2 separate regions of the Mus musculus genome follow, and region 2 is linked to region 1. The links are chromatin contacts, called in public ChIA-PET maps. All regions are on one chromosome and are shown on one strand. The core of a region is the stretch at or near the end of the contact, and the rest is flanking DNA. Distances in the headings are between cores, read along the strand shown.

Region 1 (4,100 bases), core at 828-3,327:
CCCTCAGTAGAGGTGTCCCCTGGCTCTAGAGTTCCTCAGAGTGGGCGTGACCACAGCTTCCTCAGGGCCACTCTGATACCCAGCTTGGTAAAAACCAACCAACCAAACAAACAAACAAACAAAAGGCTTCCTTGGAAGCTCCCATAGAGCTGAGCCACTTGGGAATTCGTCCGACTCTGTCACCTAGCCCACATCTACCTCCTACCCAGCACACTCTCTACTGAGAGAGAAGTTTACTAATCTCTAAGCACAGCCACCCCTGAACGACTACTCTATCCCCTGCTGCCCCATCTGGAAAGTTTGACCTCTGAGTCTGCCTTGCCTCTCCAAGCCACCCAACAGACTATGTTGCCATTTTCTACTGGAGGTCTTCTCAACTCTCCCAGAATGTTGACTAACCCAAGAGCACCTCCGTGACTTTTCTGTCTCATCCCCTTTCCTCGATGATCCCCAATTTTCAAGAGAAACAGTGAGCAACACATCCACCTTCTCATGTCTGGACCTGAGGTATTTATTCTTGGCTTCACATCCTTTCCCAGTTCTGGGTTCTGAGTCTTTCGAAAACAAATCCAGGCTCATTTGCTGGTGTTTTGTTCACTCTCCCTGTCATAGTCCCTCCCTGTCACAGCCCCTCCTCATCACAGCCCCTCCCCATCACAGCCCCTCTCTGTAACAGATCCTACTTGTCATATCCCCTCCCTGTCACAGCCCCTCCCTGTCCCAGCCCCGCCCCCTCACAGCCCCTCCCTGTCCCAAACCCTCCCCATCATAGCCCCTCCCTGTCACAGCCCCTCCCTGTCACAGTCCCTCCCTGTCAAAGCCCCTCCCTGTCACAGCCCCTCCCCCTCATAACCCCTCTCTGTCACAGCCCCTCCCCATCACAGCCCCTCCCTGTCACAGTCCCTCCCCCTTACAACCCCTCTCTGTCACAGCCCCTCTCTGTCACAGCCCCTCCCCATCACAGCCCCTCTCTGTCACAGCCCCTCTCTGTCACAGCCCCTCCCTGTCACAGTCCCTCCCTGTCAAAGCCCCTCCCTGTCTCAGCCCCTCCCTGTCATAGCCCCTCCCTGTCACAGCCCCTCCACATCACAGCCCCTTCCTGTCATAGCCTCTCCCTGTCAAAGCCCCTCCCCCTCACAGCCCCTCCCCCTCACAGCCCCTCCCTGTCACAGCCCCTCCCCCTCACAACCCCTCCCTGAGGTACCCTGTGTTTTGAAATGGACCAAGTAAAAAGGGGAAATAATTGCAAAAATGCTGGTGAATGTAGTGGTCAGGGTCTGAGAACAATGCTAAATTAACAGATGTTTTCTCCCAGGGCTGTGCATGTAGGTACAGTAAAGGTTTAGAGACACACACACAGAGAATAGGATGCTCCAGGAAGGACACCTATGGCCATCCTGAAACTAAAGGGCAGAACCCAGAGAGCATGCTCTGCAGGCCAGTGCTGCCCAGCAAGACCTGAGGCCTCCAGTAGCACCCTGTTGTTTATTGCTCACACCCCAACAGGGAGGAAGCCAGAGAGCAATACTCTGCTAGATCTTGCCAGAGCTTCCCAGAGACTACACCCCCTTAGAACAGTGGTTTTTAATACTGTGACCCTTTAATACAATTCCTCATGTTGTGGTGACCCTCAGCCATAAAATGATTTCATTGCTACTTCATAACTACGAATTTGCTACTGTTGTGAATCAAAATGTAGATATCTGATATGCAGGATATCTGATATGTGACCCCTGTGAAAGGATCATTCGACCTCTAGAGAGGTCAGACCTACAGGCTGAGAATGACTGCCTTAGAAGCAGAGGATCAAACACACATTTCCCAAAACCCTCAGGGCTGGCAGGAGCTGAGAAGAAAGCTTAGCTGCACTTGCCAAAGCTTTGAGGCTTCCGTTCTCTGTGTGGGCGGGGTGATATGTGGGCTCAGCATCACAACACTGAGACAGGAATTCCAGTGCTAGCATCACTCAAGGATGGAGCTGCACTTCTCACATACACACATTTAACACCTCTCAAATACAGGCAAGCAGCTGACGCCATTCACTTTTTAACCCAAAGAAGAGCCACCTGGTAAGCCACATCCTCTCAAGGGGACTTCCCAGCGTTGTCATCCTTTATGTCTGCATGGTAACAATGACCTGTGTATGTCAAGAGTCTCTCAGGAGCCTGACAAGAAACAGACAGAATCCAAGGTGGATAGCTTGCAGTGATTCTGGACAAAGGTGTGGGCAGTTGTGGAAGGACACAGAGGAGAGTGCAGGACCCAGGCCTTACATGAACACCATGTGTGGTCACCAGGAGATTGAGGGACAGGGAACCAAAATCCTGTTGCACAGGAGACTGAGAAAATCTCCCTCTCTTTCTCCCAGTTTCTGTAGAAAGAGATCTCCTGAAAGCTCCCAGGAGTCTTAGTTGTTTGAAATTTCAAAGCTTTATTGAAGTGAGAGCAGTGAACACTCACAATTCAGGGAGCATTTTGCCTTTTATCCAGAACTGACTGTGAACAAACTTCTGGCCACTCTTGTCCTGTGTTCAGAACTTTGGAACTTTGATCCTTAGAGAAACTTTGTCCTGTTACATCACTTGTGTCTTATCTTTCTTCATTTCCTAAAGACACCCTGGACTTTTTCTTGGCCTCTTGGGACTTCCAAGTTTAAATGATCACAGCTTCTCTCTCTCTGTCTGTCTCTCTGGCTCTCTCTGTGTCTCTCTCCCCTTTCTGCTCTCTGTCTGTCTCTTTCCTCTTCTCTTCTCTTCTCTTCTCTTCTCTTCTCTTCTCTTCTCTTCTCTTCTCCTTTCCCCTCCCCTCCCCTCTCCTCCCTCCCCTCCCCTTCTCAGCTCCCCTTCTCCCCTCCCCTCCCCTCCCCTCCCCTTCTCTCTCTCTCTCTCTCTCTCTCTCTCTCTCTCTCTCTCTCTCTCTCTCTCTCTCTCTAGCTGTTTACTCAAGCTGAGTTCATTCATTCCTTACCATGATTCACAGAAGTGGTTGCAAGAAAATACCAAACACACACACACACATATGTATATATATGCTCATATCAAAATGTCTCTGCTCTCAAAAAAGTGTGCACATCACTGACATGAAGGAATACTGGATTCTGTTGTCTCAAGGAGTCAGTGTGTGTCGTGGAGAGAATAAATACAGCCTTCAGAATCCCAGACACAGTCCAAAACCACTGGTTGTAACACCATGTTTCTGAAATTTGATCATGTTTCTCATTGATTTCCATCCTGAAATTGGAAGTCTTTGCCCTCAAGACATAATAAAAGCCATTGGAAAGAAAATAGGAAAGCTCCACCCCTTAATATTTAAAGGAGAATGATTTTTATACAAAATACTCATTCGTCTGCTTAAAAGTAAATTACATTGTGGTGCCAGTTGGGTTGAGACCAGAACACTTTTGATTTATGGCTTCTGGAAGGAAAGGCCTAACTAATGAGATTTGCTCTTCTCTTCAGCCTAGACTAGCTGGGTGGCAGCTAAAGACCCCAGGCAAGGGGAGCATGTTGCTAGTGTCTGCCATGTCCCTGCCCTACTGCTAGTGTCCTGTACATACCCAAATTTCAGACCCATGTCTGACGCCTGTCTCTAGACAGGATAAAGGAAGGGGGATAGAGGGCAGAGGGGATAGTTCTGGTCCCGTTTCTTCCTCATGTGGTCCATAGAACCTTGCCAAGATGCAGCTCTATGCTCTTGATCAGCCCTCCACCCCACCCAGTAGCTCTGTGCCTTCATACTCCTGCCCACCTCCAACAGGGGAATGTGCTCAGTTTGAGACCTGGACACAGAGCCTGGACATCCAGCCAGTGATGCTCACAGGATATGCATTTAGCATAAGTGAGAGCCACATGAAGAGTACTGTGGTTCATCTCAGAATCTGGTCCAATGGAGGGTTCCCATGGCAACTAGGAGGTAGAGGAAAGAGAAGAGCCAGCACTGGACATAACACAGTTGGCTCCTGGATGGAGATCAGCTAAGGCTTAAGTCACACATGTGGGAGTCAGCCATGATATGAAGCATACTGTAAGCCACACATGGGTCTTGTGTGTGACGTGTGGTTGCACTTGAATCATTGTGCAGTTGAATGTAGGCCTCTTCCC
Region 2 (3,834 bases), core at 1,335-3,834, 310 kb before region 1:
AATTCTAATTACAATTTCCCTCCCCCAACTCCTCCTCATATCCTCCCCACCTTCCCTCCCATCCAAATCTACATGTCCTTTCTCCCTCTCTTTAAAAAACACAGACACCTAAAGAATAGTAGTAAGATAAGACAAAGCAAAAACAAAACAATATAGGAAAAAACAAACAAACAAACAGATGAGAGGTGAATATAAAAATAAAAATTCCAGCAGAACAGAAGCGGGCAGCAAGGCCTGCTGGGAAAATGAGTCCAGAGTTTTGAGGAACAGACAGGAGCAGAACAAGTGAGACCCAACTGGAGAGATAGAGAGGGAGCTGAGAGACAGCAAGGATGTGGTAAACTTGAGACCCTTGGTGATAATCTCATTAGATTCGGAATGTCCGCTCCGTATCTCAGATCTGGGACAAGGCACCTCTTATTCTCAGTTTCTCCACCATGAAAGGGAGAGGCAAGCACGTCTGAGTTTGAGAGAGGAAGATTAGATAATGTGGTTCTGTTAGATTCTTACAAAGCAGATGTTGACAGGCATGAGCCCCTTTCTTTTCTTGTACTAAGACAGATGCTGAAGTTTGGCTAAGCCATCAGAAAGCTTCATTGTTCTAACAGTGTTTCAAAAATCCACTAGGGAGTCAGAAACTAGCCTGGTCTACACAGTGAGTTCCAGGCCAGCCAGGGATACACAGAAGGAGAGGAAGGGGGAGAGGGAAAGGGAGGGGGAGGGGGAGAGAATAAAGAAAATGCCAAAACTCCCATGTGTCTCAGTTCCCCATTTTGTCTTTCTCCCTACTGACATTTCCTTGTTGCAGCAATAACAATATGCAAAACGAAAACAGCTTCAAACCTGATTCCCTCAGAACATACCCTGGCCAACACCAGCAGGGCTGCCTCCTAAGCAAGTGGCAGCGCCCTCACAGAGGGCCCTCTGGCTTCTTCTCCACTGGGCATGGAATCCAAGACTGATGAGGGAGCTGAGAACTGAGAGGCTCGAAGCCTCAGACTGCAGGCTGCCTTACAGACATCTCTCCATTCCCACTGCCTGTGGGAAATTTACTTCAGGGGTACATGGCCTGCTTCTTCTCTGTTTTCATGTAGTTCTACTTTGTTTTTCTTCTCCTTAAGAAAAATAAATAAATAAAAAGAGAGGGAAGGGATGGGCACTATTGCTGTTACAGAGGACCTAGGTTCAATTCCCAGCACCAATTCTCAACCATCTGTGACTCCAGTTACACACACACACACACACACACACACACACACACACACACACACAGTGCACATATATACACAGGGGAAAGCATCCATACACAGAAAATAGAAAATAAATAGAGGAGTGGTGAGATGGCTTAGTGGGTAAAGGTGCTTGCTGCTAAGGCTGAGGACCTGGGTTCAATTCCCAGTGCCCACATGGTAGACAGAAAGAAGTGATAAGCTGACTTCTACATTTCTACTGACACATGTCTGCACATGCATATACATGAACGCACACTACCAAAAGCATGTAAATAAATAACTCATAATAATAAAGGTAAGGGGCTGGTGAGATGGCTCAGCGGTTAAGAGCACCGACTGCTCTTCCAAAGGTCCTGAGTTCAAATCCCAGCAACCACATGGTGGCTAACAGCCATCCGTAATGAAATCTGATGCCATCTTCTGGAGTGTCTGAAGACAGCTACAGAGTACTTACATATAATAAATAAATAAATAAATAAATAAATAAATAAATAAATAAATAAATAAAATAAAACAAAACAAAACAAAAAAATAATAATAAAGGTAAAATGTCTAGACATGTTTGGGAGGTGCCAGAGGACAACCTTGTAAGAAAACAGATGGTTTAAAGCTAGAATTCCCCAGCCCAGACGCTAGAATGCAGCTGCTTCCTCTGGAAGACTCCCAGAGCACACGCGCTCTCTCACTCAGCACACATGCACACACTCACTTCTACACTTCCAGCCCCCAACCTCAGGAAGTAGATTTCTCAAAAGCTAGGGCTGGATATGAGTCACAGGCAATTCCATTTTGTTTGGGGCACAAGACTTGTACTGTTTGAGGCCAGAGGAAGTTACTGAGAAGATGTGGTCCTAACCCCAAGGGAAATTCCCACCCGACAACTGTTTGACAGTCTGGGAGGAGCATGTTCCCTGTTCCCAGAAAGGATGTTGTTTCCCCAGTCAAGGTCTTGAAATCTGCAGGGCCTGGGACTTATGGGTGCAGCTGGGCTAGCAGAGAAGGAATGTGAGCAGCAGGGGGTCCTTTACAAGAGTCTGCAGAGTCAGAGTAGGAAGGAGGTTCTTGTATCTGCATTCAACGATAGGGCATGGGAAGGGGAGCATGCCATTAATATTTGGCACCTCAATTGCTCTGAGGTTTCCAAACTTTCCCTGGGAGCAGCAGCCTTTGGAGAGAGAAGGTGAAGGAGCCCCACAGCACCCTCCAGCCCCCCCTGCCTCCCTCTTCAGCCCATCCCACGTTCCTAAAACCCCAGGTTGTGAAGGAAGTGGTGAGGACTGTCAGTGCTCTCCTTGGCCCACATCAGGACAATCTAAGCAGAGAAGAGAATGACGTGGACACTCTTTCCTCCATTGCATCACAGTGGGAGAGGAGATGAGGCCTGCTGGGGAGGTGACCGCCCTTAGGGGCTGGCCCTGTGGTTCCCTGGAAGACAGGGAGGTGAACTGTCATGAAGGTTCTGATCAGACCTCTTCTGATTCCTTTCCTTTCTCCAGTGCAAACGCTTCGATGTGCCTCCTGCCATCCTGGTCCTTCAGCTCACAGGGTAGGCAGTGAGGAGTCTAGAAGCAGTTGCAGCTCTGACCTGCTTGCTGGCCTGGGGTGTGGGGGCGGGGGTCAGTTCTGCTGGCAGCCTCCCTCCTAGGCTACTCAGAGTCTACCTCAGAGACACTCCCTGGTGATAGTGAGGTTGACCAATACTCTTAGCAGCTCCTTGAGGAAGCAGAGCCCTCTCTCCACCACTGAGTCACAGGGTGGGCCGAGAGCATTGCGCCAATCCCAGCATCAGGAGAGTGGAAAACAACAGCACCGGCTGGTGAAACCACAGGAAGACAGAGTTTCAAACAGTCACCAGTCAACAAAAGACACCTTCCTGAACCTAGAGATCAGAGAGAAACCTGGGCCCGGTTTTGGGGGAGAAAAGAAACATTAGAAACAGATATTCTTAGCTGAAGTTTTGCTAGAAAGAACTTCTCCCAGAGGTTTTCTGGGGACACACATGAGCCACCAGAGACGACACACAGTCTTGCCCAGTGGCAGACAGCCTCCACGAGCACAATGACAACAACTTAGGCACAACAGAGAACTGGCCGCCAGACTGTACAGGTCATTGTGTGTGTGGATTCAAGGCTTCTGAAGGCAAAATTTGAAGATACGTAAAGAAGATATTATAATACAATCCACTTTGGCCATGAGAATTACTAGCCAGGGTGATGGAAGTCTGTGGGTGACAGGAAGTGGCTGAGCAGGTATCTCTGGAGAAACGTTTTTATGTAGGGTCATGGTGGCCTTTGTGCAAAGCTGCGGTTCTGACTGAGTGATCGTTACTGTTGCCTTTACAAGTCTCCGCTATGGTTTCTTTTCTTTTTCCTTCCCTCCCCTCCCCTCCCCTCCCCTCCCCTCCCCTCCCCTCCCCTCCCCTCCCCTCCCCTCCCCTCCCCTCCCCTCCCCTCCCCTCCCCTCCCCTCCCCTCCCCTCCCCTCCCCTCCTCTTCTCTTCTCTTCTCTTCTCTTCTCTTCTCTTCTCTTCTTTTTTTTTTTGGTCAGGAATGGCAAAAGCTGCCTTGGTTTTGATCCTGACAAACTCACAGTGAAGAACAGAA

Evidence for each region. ChIA-PET counts read pairs in DNA pulled down with a chosen protein or histone mark.
Region 2: an RNA polymerase II ChIA-PET map of memory CD8 T cells shows a contact between it and region 1, with 186 read pairs. The contact joins two enhancer-like sites. A contact is called at or near these places in 2 of 115 datasets of contacts at active chromatin or transcription factors (effector CD8 T cells and memory CD8 T cells) and 1 of 9 other capture datasets (pancreatic islet).

The regions. Positions count from the first base shown.
Region 1 is chr11:33,698,813-33,702,912 of GRCm38.p6, reverse strand. All of the region lies in intron 1 of Kcnip1 (Kv channel-interacting protein 1), which reads left to right. Among named protein-coding and RNA genes, the nearest start is that of Gm12119, 66 kb to the right of the region's middle. Within about 2 kb of position 2,077, at least 34 of the 459 cell types and tissues checked have an H3K27ac peak or open chromatin away from gene starts, as enhancers often do. A contact at or near this core is called in effector CD8 T cells and memory CD8 T cells, where this site is marked.
Region 2 is chr11:34,009,146-34,012,979 of GRCm38.p6, reverse strand. The region is part of intron 4 of 4930469K13Rik (RIKEN cDNA 4930469K13 gene); the gene reads left to right. Among named protein-coding and RNA genes, the nearest start is that of Gm51857, 28 kb to the right of the region's middle. Within about 2 kb of position 2,584, at least 150 of the 459 cell types and tissues checked have an H3K27ac peak or open chromatin away from gene starts, as enhancers often do. A contact at or near this core is called in effector CD8 T cells and memory CD8 T cells, where this site is marked.